Regions from separate parts of the Mus musculus genome. Here all the other regions are linked to region 3. Evidence: chromatin contacts called from public Hi-C data. All regions are on one chromosome and are shown on one strand. Each heading gives the region's core, a stretch centred on a gene start, on an enhancer-like site or on the middle of the called end of the contact. The rest is flanking DNA. Distances are from core to core; before and after follow the strand shown. Region 1 overlaps Tenm4 (teneurin transmembrane protein 4). Region 2 has its middle 19 kb from the start of Tenm4. Region 3 overlaps Tenm4 (teneurin transmembrane protein 4).

What was found. Hi-C and Micro-C count contacts between places; a contact is called where the count stands out from the background.
Region 1: a contact with region 3 is called in a Hi-C map of the N1E-115 cell line, with 3 times the contacts expected there. The contact joins two enhancer-like sites. A contact is called at or near these places in 1 of 15 datasets of contacts at CTCF or cohesin (pro-B cells), 6 of 484 Hi-C or Micro-C datasets (the N1E-115 cell line, cerebellum, embryonic stem cells and 2 more), 1 of 115 datasets of contacts at active chromatin or transcription factors (embryonic stem cells) and 1 of 9 other capture datasets (embryonic stem cells).
Region 2: a Hi-C map of the N1E-115 cell line shows a contact between it and region 3, with 2.2 times the contacts expected there. The contact joins two enhancer-like sites. A contact is called at or near these places in 6 of 484 Hi-C or Micro-C datasets (the N1E-115 cell line, cortical glia, liver and 2 more) and 1 of 115 datasets of contacts at active chromatin or transcription factors (embryonic stem cells).

The regions. Positions count from the first base shown.
Region 1 is chr7:96,907,954-96,912,204 of GRCm38.p6, forward strand. Tenm4 (teneurin transmembrane protein 4) reads left to right here. Exons shown (of 33, transcript NM_001310762.1): 33 at 1-3,140. Among named protein-coding and RNA genes, the nearest start is that of Gm22226, 10 kb to the right of the region's middle. Within about 2 kb of position 2,833, at least 14 of the 459 cell types and tissues checked have an H3K27ac peak or open chromatin away from gene starts, as enhancers often do. A contact at or near this core is called in the N1E-115 cell line, where this site is marked.
Region 2 is chr7:96,150,325-96,154,386 of GRCm38.p6, forward strand. No RefSeq gene overlaps it. Among named protein-coding and RNA genes, the nearest start is that of Tenm4, 19 kb to the right of the region's middle. Within about 2 kb of position 2,222, at least 151 of the 459 cell types and tissues checked have an H3K27ac peak or open chromatin away from gene starts, as enhancers often do. A contact at or near this core is called in the N1E-115 cell line, where this site is marked.
Region 3 is chr7:96,413,277-96,417,285 of GRCm38.p6, forward strand. All of the region lies in intron 2 of Tenm4 (teneurin transmembrane protein 4), which reads left to right. Among named protein-coding and RNA genes, the nearest start is that of Gm15412, 73 kb to the left of the region's middle. Within about 2 kb of position 1,530, at least 9 of the 459 cell types and tissues checked have an H3K27ac peak or open chromatin away from gene starts, as enhancers often do. A contact at or near this core is called in the N1E-115 cell line, where this site is marked.

The DNA of each region.
Region 1 (4,251 bases), core at 1,583-4,082, 500 kb after region 3:
TGCCAGAGCTGGTACCCATGGACCCAGAAGGCCAGGCTAGCATTGTTCCTGTGAAGACCTGTGTACATGGCATTTGGACGAGAGTAGGCATAGGCGCAGCCAGTGCTGGAGGACCGGCCAGAGGGAGCCAGCAGGCCGGGGAAGTGTGGCGGGCAGAGGACTGTAACAAGAGCTAGGAGCTCACTGGAGGATTCCTTTCCTGCTTTGTCTGCCTAGATACCATTGTTATTGGCACTCCCAGTGTCTGGGAGACTGGGGAAGCCAAATGCTTCCTTTTGAGCCGGGCTTCTTAGAAAATGGGACTTTTATGGGTTACATTTACATTAAGTGTGGAAAATGAATTCCGAGTCTAAGCTATTCCCCGTGGGAACCTTGTTGGACTGATAAAGCTCATGGCACCTTTATAGCCTTACAGAGTCTTAAGAATATGACATGAGTTAATGAAACCAAGAAGGTCTCTTACCGCAGGAGAATCGGAGCAGTGTGTAGTTCTGCCTGGCAGAGAGAGGTGTCCAAAGCGTGTTGGGGGAGGGGAGATCTCGCCTTATGTTGTCCCACTGGGATAAGAGGATGTGTTTCGTTAAGTGCTCTTCCTGATTCCAAAAAAAGAAAAAAGAAAAAAAAAATCCGTCACGCTGTTGCAACCGTGTGCCACAGCCTGCTCTATCCACTGGTTGCTCATTGCCTCTGGATCAAAGCTCTGCTGGGTCAGATTTGATGCCCTCTCAGGCCCACAGTACCTAGCGCGAGCTGTAATGCAGACCCCCTTCTGGTATGATCATTCTTGGGTGGGATAGAAAATAGTTTGACCTGAAACACATGGGTTTTTCTGTATCCAGAAGACATATGCCCCTCAAAATGTACGTTTGCTGTAAGGGTCCTGTGGGCAGAGTTGTCCTGTGAGTTGGCCTAGTTGATCTGTCCCATACTGGCTGCCTGACATTGGCTGAGATCCGCCGGGGTCATTTACTTATAAGACAGAGAGACAGCATGTGACCCAAGGGACCATCTCCTTGTAGCTGTCCAGCCTGTGACTTCCTCCTCTGTTGTCTCCCTCCCTCAAAGACTATATTTTTAGGCATCAGTGAATACCATGAGATATGGGGTATTCTTCTTTAAAAGGAATGATCCCATATTCTTCCTGGACTGCCACCCCAGAGAGGAAACAGGCAAGCATCCCTGAGCTGTATAGGACCTCAGCTGTAGGCCAGACAGTGCCATGTGCCTCCCTTGACACTGATGCTGTCCTCCCTGAACTATGACCTTGGCTCCTTTCAGTTGGATTCCACCTCCCAGGTGTGTTTAAAGGCACAGGCCACAGTTCCTTTCGCCCATTTAGGAGACTTTAAATATAAAATGCCATCCTGGACAGCTCCCGCTCTTTCGACACTCATTACATCTATCCACTTGAGAGAGTGACCGGGTCTTCCTCACTGGTGGAAGTTTGTGATTCTGATGGGAGTTAGCTTCTGAACCTCTAAGGATTGCTTTTGCATAGTTCCCACCTTCTCCACCCTCCACAACTGCCAATTAGTCCCCCAGCCTCAGCCCCTCCTCCAAGACCTTAAACAAGACTTTATTAGTTTCTGACCTCGTCTTTTATACCCTGAGACCCCCTTTATGGTCATCTCCCAGGCAGGCATCACTAGATGGTATTGTGGTGATATTGACTCCATAGTAAACCACACTTTAGCCTTTAACACTTGGCTCAGAGCCACTGGTGGAAAACTAGCCCAAGGTCCACACCAGTGCCTGACTCTACTGAAGGATGCTGGGCTTGAAAGAAACCCTAGGAAGCTAAAGGGAGACTGCTGAGGCTGGACAAGTGCCTGAAAATAAGAGGGATTGCATGGGGAGGGGGGCAGATGATGAAGAAGAGCCGAGTAAGCTGAGTAAACTGGCTTTATAGGCTTGAGGCAAGGGAAGAAGAAGAAAGGGCCTTACAACTGTGACTTAAGTGACTGCCTTTATAGAGAAGGTTTTCAGTGTGACATCTTAGAACACATCTTTGCCATTTGCAGTCCTTGTGTTTCTGCTGGCCATGTGATGTGGTGAGAGCAGTGACATTGGGCTTTGTACCCGGGGAGATGAGCTGGCTGGCTTCCAGCAGAGGGCTGGGCTTTGGGGTTAAATCACCCATTACACAAAGATGAGTGTGTCCTTCATCCCTCACATCAACTGCTTAGCCCAGGTTATGCCGATTCTGGGGTAGGAGGATTCACCTCCCATGGGGTCCCAGTCTCTCCTCTCTCCCGGGATCTTCATCAGGACTAAAAGCCCTCCACGAGAGGCACACCGTCCCCAGCTAGGTCAAAACCATTGTCTATATTTTGTGAGAGGGGACGGAAGTAAAAAATGAACTCTGTGGTTCAAGACCTTTTTATTTAGCCTTCCCAAAACAGCAAACTCATTTTAAAGACTCATTGCTCAGGTGACTGAAACTTTATCCTCTCCAACCCATCATTCTCAAAAACCAGCCTTGTGTACTTGACTGCCCGGAACAGTGGCGGGCTATGCGGTTTCACGGTGTTGTGGAAGATCAAAGGTGGGGAAGCATGGGGTGGGAACCCTGTGTTGTGTTTCAGAGGCCTCGGTGGGGCCCTGTGTTGTACTTCTTACCCTCTGGGGAATGCCAAAGGCGTGAGACTGGGCTACTTCCTAGTCCCTAAGAAAAATGTGATTGATTCTAAGGGCTGATGGTTCAGGGCTGACTGCCCGTGGGCAGGCTCGGCTGTCCCCGCAGAAGCTGACCCACAGATGTCTGGTGGTTCCCAGCAGCTCTAATCCACTCATCACCAGAACCCCACTGTTCTAAATGTGCCCGTCATTCTGAGGACTTCTGAACCCGCAGCTCTGGCAAAGGACGATAATGAGCTGCCTCTGGATGACCAACACTGGAGACTCTGGCCTTACCATGTGGAAATAGTTTTCCTGAAGTCTGGAACTAATTTTGAGAAGTTTTTTTCTCAACACTTTTGTGTTTCTAACACTGTATTCTTGACTGTGTAAATACCAACAAGGCTGTAAATAAATGCAGATGTAGATACCTTCTAGAAAAAAGGGGGGAAAGCATAAAAACAAAACCAGAAGTGATCCCGTGTAGCCTTCGTTGACAAATAAAAGACTATTTTGTGTTTAAAGGTGTGCAGTGGCCTTTGTTGGGAGACAGTGGCAGTTACCAGGAGGGCTGGAGGAAGACCCCCATCTTAGTCCCAGAGTCCCTTGCAGGTCCTACCTGTCATGAACAGCGGTGTCTGGAGGATCACAGAAGACCAGAGGCCTCACTTACTAAAAGATGAGGTACACACAGAGGCAGCTCTCACCTTAGCTAGTGCCAAACTGCCTTAAGCTGTGTCCTAGCCTGGTTCTTATGCTCACTGGCTTCAAAGACAGATTCCAAGGGGCAGGAACACCTGGCCCCATCCACCACCAAACGCAGGACCTGCCACAGAGTTACTGCACCTTACAAATTAACAGGCGCGTGTTCAACTGAGACGTGATAATAACCACATAGTACAACTTAGGGAGAGAGGAGAAAAACTCCTTGAGTAGTGTAGGTGTTTTCCTGCTGTGTTCTTTTCTTTCCAATCTAGCGTAGTTCTAATCACAGTGCGTGGGAACCTCTCTCTTTTAATCGCACACTTAAGCTATGAGACCTCAGTGTCAGGGGTGAATGCTGGTAGTCTTGAAGAGATTATTTACTGAGCCCAGCTCCCGGGTGTATGTGGCAAACTTTATGAAAATTCAAACAACCGTCCTTCTAAGTCAGGAATGCCATCCCACTCTCATTGACCCCAGGTTGGCCCATGCTAAGCTCTAGGGAAAGGAGGGTCAAGCTATAATAGGCCCCTTCCTTCCATGCAGGCTGGATGGAGACATCACGGCAGAAGTGACAGGCAGCATCAGCAGCGCAGCCCTCCACTGTGAGCCACCTCAGCATGGACAGGGGTTCCGGTGCTACGACCTGACCTTTGGTCACTGAGGTACTCTGCACGCCAGATCGTGCCTCTCCATGAGGGCATGGTGACACAGACCTCCTGGTCGATTTCTTCTTGTGTCACTTAAAGAAGGATGTATGTAAAGTAGCTCACTGCTCAGAACACCATGCCCCCTCTGCCCAGCCCAGCCAACCCAGACCCTTAACTGCTGTCCAAAGCTTAGCACTCTGTACTCTATAATGTTTCTCAAGCTTTGACTTGCAGTTTATGAACGTATAGCACCTCCCCCTCCCCCTGAATTCCCAAATAAGCA
Region 2 (4,062 bases), core at 972-3,471, 260 kb before region 3:
TTAGCAGCTTCTGCATAGACAGGGCTGTAGAAATAGCACAAACCATTTTTATTTTCCCTTTAGAGTTTCTGACTTCTGAAAAGACTGTTGATTGTGTTGCTTCACAGCAGTCCCCTCTACACACACACACACACACTCACACACACACTCACACACACACACACTCACACACACACTCACACACACACTCACACACACACACACACTCACACACACACTCACACACACCCATACACACAAAAGCACCACTAACACCGCTGTCTGCTCTTCAGGCAAAATAATATCTAGTTCTTTTGTTGTTTTTGATCTCTAAATGTGTTTCTATACCATGATGGCCTTGGTGTGTGGCCAGGATCTGTTTATGGGATTTTCTGTCCCATTCCATCGTGGGGTCCATGAGGACAGAGGCCAAGAGTCACTGGGTAAAAGCATGAAGGAGGCCACCCTGATGGCTGCATGAGCTTCCACTTTGATTGACCTCCGGCTGGTTCTATCACTCCAAGAGCCCCAGACCTCAAGCAAGGTGTCTGTTTTCTTATCTGTAAAATGCATTAACAAATCCTCTTGGAATCCTCATGGGAAGTAGAGAAAAGTGGATTTGAGAAACCCTGAAACTATTCAGAGGCTCTGAGAAGGAGAGGCAGGAATGAATAAGCCACATGATGAGAAGCTGGGATATCAGGATGTGGCCAGGGTAAATTTGGGCAGGTTAGCACAGTGCTGACAGTAAAGTCTTGGAGTAGGATGGAATAAAGAGTTCTTTTCCACAGTTCTGCCCCTACCCCTCAAACCTCCCCAATACACACACACACACACACACACACACACACACACACACACACACACCAGTGCCATGTAAGCTCCCTTTCCTGGAAAGTATTCTTGTTTGATCCAGACTTGTAGACTTGTAGATTGGAGAGCTTGCTAATTCAAGGTAGAACACAGGTTGTTACTGGTTTTAACAGCACAGCATTAACGGTTGTCCTTGCTCTTCCTACCTGCACTGGACATCAGGAAAGTAACTGTCTTAGCAGCTGGGAAGGATGGAGAAGTCTATGCTCAGGGTAGCATTTACTTTCTTTGATGGAGGACCTCTTCCTCTAGGGCCATAAGGAAGGCTTGGCCATGACCCGCCACAGGGGGGAGCCCAAGAGACTGAGGCTAAGGATAGCAGAAGCTGGAGCAGGACAGAGACCTGCTGAGAACAGGTCATCTGTGTTCTAGGTGAGCGAGGGTAACCCTTGAAAGTCTAGTCTGTACCACTGAGGCCATAGAGGCAAGAGTGGGTAAAGGTGGTGATACACCTTGGAAAGCTGTGCAACCAGGCCTGGAGGATGAACTCAGCTTTCCCAGCTCATCTGCAAGCTATCCTGAGCAGAGCGGGGAGGAAGCAGGGGACTTGATGAAGCCCCTTGAAATAGCAATCTATCCCCATGGACACCCTAAATTCACTCATGAGGGGGAAGCAAGATTGCATTCCACTCAGAGCTGCTTCTTAATACTGATGAGTTGTAAGATGAGCATTAGCACAACATAAAAATTATGATCATGATAACAACAATAATAAAAAGGGTTTAAATTTGTACAGCACGTTATAGTTTGCAAAAATGCTTTCCCATTCATTAGCTTGTATGTGCATCATAATAGCCCCATGAGAAAGACAAGATGATGGCTGCTAGCCATTTTATGGGTGAAGAAAGGACTCAGAGGGCTCAGGGATAAAGTGACTGGTTAACAGCTGGTGGGAGGTGAGATCTTTACCCCAAGCTCGAGGCTCTTTGCCAAGCCTTCAGAGAAAGGCTTGGGCAGCCTTGCTCATTGCTCTGAGGTTATCACCAAAAGACAGAGTGGGAACCATCGGTGAAGGAAGCTCAAACTCAGAGTGACTTCTCCTAAGCCTCCCACTGTGTGATTTGGCTCATTGGATTTGAAACGCATCGCTGGATACCTCTACCACCACTGGTCAGAAATAAGCCAAGTCGGTAGCAGGGGTTCCAGAATTCAAGCTCCTCTGTTAGTAAATATTTGGGGAACCACACTGATAACTCCTTCAAAGACAAGTGTGCAATTCAACGTTCAGGAGCAAAGGAACAGGAAAGTGGAAGACCCCAAAGCTGCAAGACATCCAGAGAGGAACAACAGAGACACAAAAGAGGGATCGAGGAGAATAAGAAATCTGGTTAAGAAAGGGCAAGAAGGGGGAGCTAGAGGGATGGCTCAGAGGTTAAGATTGCTTGTTGCTCTCGCAGAGAACCTGGGTTCATTTCCTGGCATCCTCATGGTGGTTCACACGTATCCTTAACTCCTCTTTCAGGAGATCTGACTCCCTCTTCTGACCTTTGTGGGCACCAGGCACATAGGAACTCATACACATAAATAAATCTTTAAAAGAAAATGTAAAGAAAGGGCAGGAAGGATGACCATTAAAGAGGAGTGAAAAGGAAAAAAGAGGGGGAGAGATTAGTTTGAGAACAAAAGAAATCGGCACAGCCTTGGAGAAAAAGAAAGGGGGGTGGGAAGTTGCCTGGCTTTGAGTAACAAGGAAAGCATGTGTTTTAAAGAGGCGATTAAATATCTTATTCTCTTGTCCCTAAATGTAAATGTTTCTGTCTCCTTGGGAGTTAATCAGGCTTAAAGCAATTCTAAGCCTTAAGGGCTTGGCTTAACCGCAACAAAGAATGTGTCCAGCATGCTGACCTCTGTCGGGCCAGTATGTAAAGGCAGCAGAGAAAAGAGATTAAGGAGCTGCCCTCACACCGGCGGTGCAGCCACTCCTATCAAGGCATCTCCAGCCCCTACCCCCACCTCCACCACCCACTCCCCTGTCCCCAGCGGGCAGAAAGCTGACCCACAAACGCAGCTGTGAGTCAGGAGCCTTTTAAGCACGCTTCCACACCCTCTGCCCCTCTAACAGCTACCAGAGGAGACGGAAGGCTGAGAGAATCCCCATTGGCTGAGAGAGTGGTAGGCGGGGCATAACCCTCAGGGGTGGAGTCTCTGGCAACTGCTTGGCCTTCCGGGCCTGTGGTAGTGAGTATTATAGGAACTTCTCTAATCACAGATCCTGCTGTTTCTTCTGTTTGCTATTTATTGTATTTGTGGTTTTATTAAAATCCTGCTACATAATATATTGTTGTGATTTTTCTAGCTTAAAACAATTTGCAAGTCAGGAAATTGGAAAGAGCAGCGAAATGGCTGGTCTCTGCTTCTCAAAGTTTAGGTCTTCATACCTAAAAAAAACCAAAGTATGAAAACAGCTAGGAACTTCTTCACTCACATATCTGTGCAGCACATATGAACTATTGGCTGGAGTAAGGCACTAGAGGCTCTTTCTGTGGCATAGACTCCCTCATCTAACCATTGGCATCCTACAAACACAGCCAAATTCAAGGAAAAGAAGAACCAACACCCAGATCTTGATAGAGCTGGGGGTGAGGTAGAGGTAGTTTCCAATAGAACATGCCAGGAAGATGAACAGCTTTGAGAATGGCATTCTCCTTAAACCACTACACTTCTATCAGGTACCATTGTCCACCTAGGAATGAGGAGTCTGGTCTTTGAAGGATGAAGTAATGGATCCCCGTTTCATCAACTAACAGTAAGCAAAGGGAGAATTTCACCCCAGTTGCTCAAAGAATCCTGATTCCATATTGCTACAGGCAACTTGAAATGATAAAAAGGACTTCCTCTTGTGGCCCTTGCAGCCACACCGTATGTGGGACACTGTGCTGAACATACTTTGTTCTTTTCTTCACTGACCAAAAAAAAAAAAAAAAAAAAAAAATGCTATTATTTGTTGAGATTACTCTGTGCAAAGACTTGTTTTGTAGCTGGACTTTTCAGAGTCCAGGGTGTGTCTGTTTTATAACGGAGACTGGGGAGGGAAGCAGTCACTTGCTCAACCTCCCCATGTGACAAAGAGTGGCAGCTGGGAACCTGCCTTCTGTTTTCTGACCAGAGAAGATTGTCAGATGGTGCGCCATGCAGAGGCCATTGTTTGTAAACAGACAGTGTTGAGGGGGCCTGGGGCTCCTTTGCAGAGATATAAACTTTTCTAAGGAA
Region 3 (4,009 bases), core at 280-2,779:
CTTCCTTTGTCTGTCTTGAACACAGAGACTCTGAGATGTCTGAGTCCTTCCTATGCACCCTTACAGCAAAATTAATTGGTGCCAGATGTGCCGGAAAGCACAAGGGTGAAAGTCACTGCACCCAGGTCTATCTACATCTGTGCATGACAGCATCTCCCTCAAATGATACTTGGTTACATGAAATGAGCCTGTGTATTTTGAAAGTGTCTGATTTAGAACTTGCAACAGCAAATATGATTTCCTTCCCCTTCTCTGGTTGTGTTTTTCATGGAACAGAGCCATATATTTTTCTTTCTTTCTTTTTTCTTTTTATGGAAAGCAGACATTGAAAGACATTCTGCTGTAGCTTTTCAGTGGGACATTTCAAGGCAGGTCTGCTGAGGAAGTGTTAACTGAGCACTTCCTATGAGCACAAGGTTGTGTGGATTGCACAAGAAACACAAAACACGACCTTATGACTCAGTGGGATCAGGTCCTGATGGAGGTATAGCTGCCACACAGACAGACAGAAGGCTAGAACCCCCACAGACCACCGGACAGCTCCTAACTCTTCAGGTCTGCATTAGACAGGGCTCTGCAGAGACTCAGAACCAAGAGGCTAGTAGATTAAAGGAAGAGAAGTATAAAGAGATTACTCGTGTAATTAATGGAAGTGAAAAGTCTCACCAGCTGCCAGCAGGCACAGAGAAACCAGTAGTGTTGACACCAGCCAAGCCCAAAGGCCTATGAACTCACAGCATGCACATCCCAGAAGAGATTAGTGGCCAGCAGCCAAAAAGATGGTTCTCCCAGCTTAAGCTCCTTGCTTCCCCTCTATTCAGACCCTCAAGGACTGGCCAATGCCCACTCATACCAAGTGCTCCATCTTGACTCAGTCTACAGAGTCTCCTCCACAAAACACCTTTGCCTTCATCCCCAGAACCACTTAGCTAGACATCTAGTAGATCGGTCAAATCAATTCATAAAATCAGGCATTCATATCCAGTTCCAGGCCAGGGACAGCTTTCTAGGAAGTATTTGCTTGCAAGTAGGTTGAACAATCCAATCCAGATGACACTCCTAAACTGTTAGCTGCATATTAATCTGCAGGGACTAATATCATAACATAATTAGTGTAGCAGTGTTCCCAACTTAATTGAAAATGCTGCATATGAGGGGCAGTTAATGAGAAATGCAAGGTTTGATGATTCAGAACTGCAGAGACTTGGCGGTGTAGCGGGTGTAGCTGGGAAGTGTTGGATTTATTTCCTTTTGCTATTCTCTTTGTACATCTGGACAGGAAGGGTCTGAAAGGAGTTGCTAACAGTATGTATGGTGAGCGAGCTTTGATTATCTGGATGTCCCTCAGCTATTTGGAACACAGCAGAGAGCCAGCCAAGCAGGAAGCAAAAAAAAAAAAAAAGCCTCTGCACCGACAAAACACATTTTAATTTGTTCATACAACAGTCTTTTCACAATTCTGATAAGAAATCCTCTCAGCCCGCCCCATCAAAATTAATGTTTACATTATCCACAATGTTAGTACGCCAGGTGATCTGATTTCTGAGTCCTTAGCAGAGCAGCAGCTGCACCTCCCAGCAGGGTGGAGGCACCTACAGGGATGCTTGGCTCTGCATCTCCATCCAGTCTCAGGAGGGCTTTAAGGCACAAGGTTATATTTTGGGTATAGGGAAAACAAAGATGTAAGAATCTCCGCTCATATGTCGTCTGTGGGAAGGGAAGACATGATTTAATCTCGTTCTGGCTAGTTTAAACAGAAAAGGATTTAAAGGAGACTATTGGGGAACTTACACATTTTCTTAAAATAAAAACACTTAAAATGTTTTTATTTGTTAACGTATTTCTTTAACTATGTATGTACGAATGTATGTATGTATGTGGGAGGGGGCACTTGTGCCATGGTATGCATTTGGAGACCAGAGAAAAACTTGTAGGCGTCACCTCTCTCCATCTGTCTTGTATATCCTGGGAATCAAACTCAGGTGATCAGACTTGGCAGCAAATGTCCCTGCCTACTGAACCATCTCGTTGGTTGGCTCTTTGTGGGTTGTCTTGTTTTATTTTGCTTGTTTTAACTTGACCACTTTCAAGGAATGGCAGGGCCGAAGATTGGCTACCACAGGACAGGAAGCCCCCCGCATGGCACAATATCCCTCTTGCCCTAAGTCTTTGACATTTAAATTGGAGAACCCAAACCGTGAAGTTTCAGATGAGTGGTTATCTCTACCAGTGTGCTGGAGGGAAGGTCCCTGAGAGCAATATCCAGCTATAATGACAGCATCTATCCTGAGCTATCTGGTGGGAGGAATCTGTAGTTTCCCATGTCCAGACTGTTTGGAATACACAGGAAGTTGAGGTGGATGTAAAAAGAGTAAGTAATGTCTACTACAAATGTGGTCATGAGATGAGAGTTCAATGGCCAAGTCCTATTGAAGTTTCATTCCAGGACTGACCTGCTGTTGGACAGGAATACAGTGAAGGGGACACAAAATAACATCTGAGTGCTAGTAGTCAGGGAGGAACTCACAGCATGAGCAGAGTAAACAGAAACATCAAAGATGCAAGAAGGAGGACGAGTCCATTTAAGAGTGACTTATGTTACAGAGGCATCACTGTCGAACGCATGAAGGGAAGAGCTGGACAACAGCTAGAGTGGAGATGTACTTAGGACACTTGGTGGAGGGCAGACAGCTCCACAAAGCTGTTGAAGATGTTCTGAGATTACCATGTGAATTTCCCCTTGCTTGTAGCTCCAGCACCCAGCTGTACAAGAGTTTGTTGCTACAGCCTTTACTCTGCCATGTTCTCAGGTGATAGAAGGGTTGTGGGAGTACCATAGCCCTGATTCATACTCCTAGAGTAGCAACCAGGGATCTGGATACCAGGAACCCCAAGCATTCTTCTCACAAGGGCAAGTTACCCCAAAGAGAACTGCAGACACTCTCTGAAGATTGCCTCTTGGCTTAGAACAACAGCAGCAGCCTCCTCCCCAGTGTTCAGTGACATACAGAGATGGGTGTGGACCTGGGGACATTGGGGATCATGGCAGTAATGTGAACAGGTAATCAAGTTCAGCTTTGGGATTTTTCTCTGGGGATGGGGAGGAAGAAACAAAGTCTCCCGTTATATCCCAGGCTAGCCTGAACCTCACTGTTAGTGCAGAGTGGTCTTGAAGTCAAGGTCCTTTTTGCCTCTTTCTCCTAAGTGCTGGGGCTACATGTATGTGACATCACAACCTGACTCATCCTTATAAGAAGTTTTCATTCTTATCTTGAAATTTAGACAGATCTCTGCAAGCTAAATGAAAGTGTGGGGAATAGTCTGGAAGGAGGTAATTGGCCAGAGGGAAAGGTCATTTCCAAAGATCCACAAGCGGATTATTTAACATACCATTCTAATATGTATTTGCACATTTGCATATTCATTTATATTTACATGTTTATGCATCTGTATCTGTGTAGAGGCTGCCATTAAGACTGCTTTCTCCAGCCTCCACTCCCAGGGCTCTGTTCTGTTTTCTTTGCCCTTCCATACTTTGCTGACCTGAGCTCCCCTGGGTCAGTCATAGCCATGGGCAATGTCACGGTCACTGATCTAGGCTTCCAGCTTCATCACCACAGGTCCCCACCTCAAGTCAGGTAACAAGAACGGAGAGAACCACAGCAGGAACCTGACTGTCTTCAGCTCCTCATACTTCATGTTATTCACATTGTCCTTTATAGGAGGGACACTTTGGCCTCAGGTGTTTAGCAAGAATGATTGTGGGGAACATTGTCTAGAGCTTCCAGTCTCCTCTTGATATTGTGATAAGCCCATGACTTCAATGAGCCTTCTATAAGTATGTGTAAATGTGCTGTGTGTTTGTGTATACATATTTGTGTGTGTATTCCTTCTCCTGTGGGTGCACATTCGTTGAGTGTGTAGGCCAGGGATCAATGTCAGGTGCCTTCCTCTATTGCTCTCCAGCTGATTTTCCAGCATCTCTCACTGCACCTGGAACTCATCAATT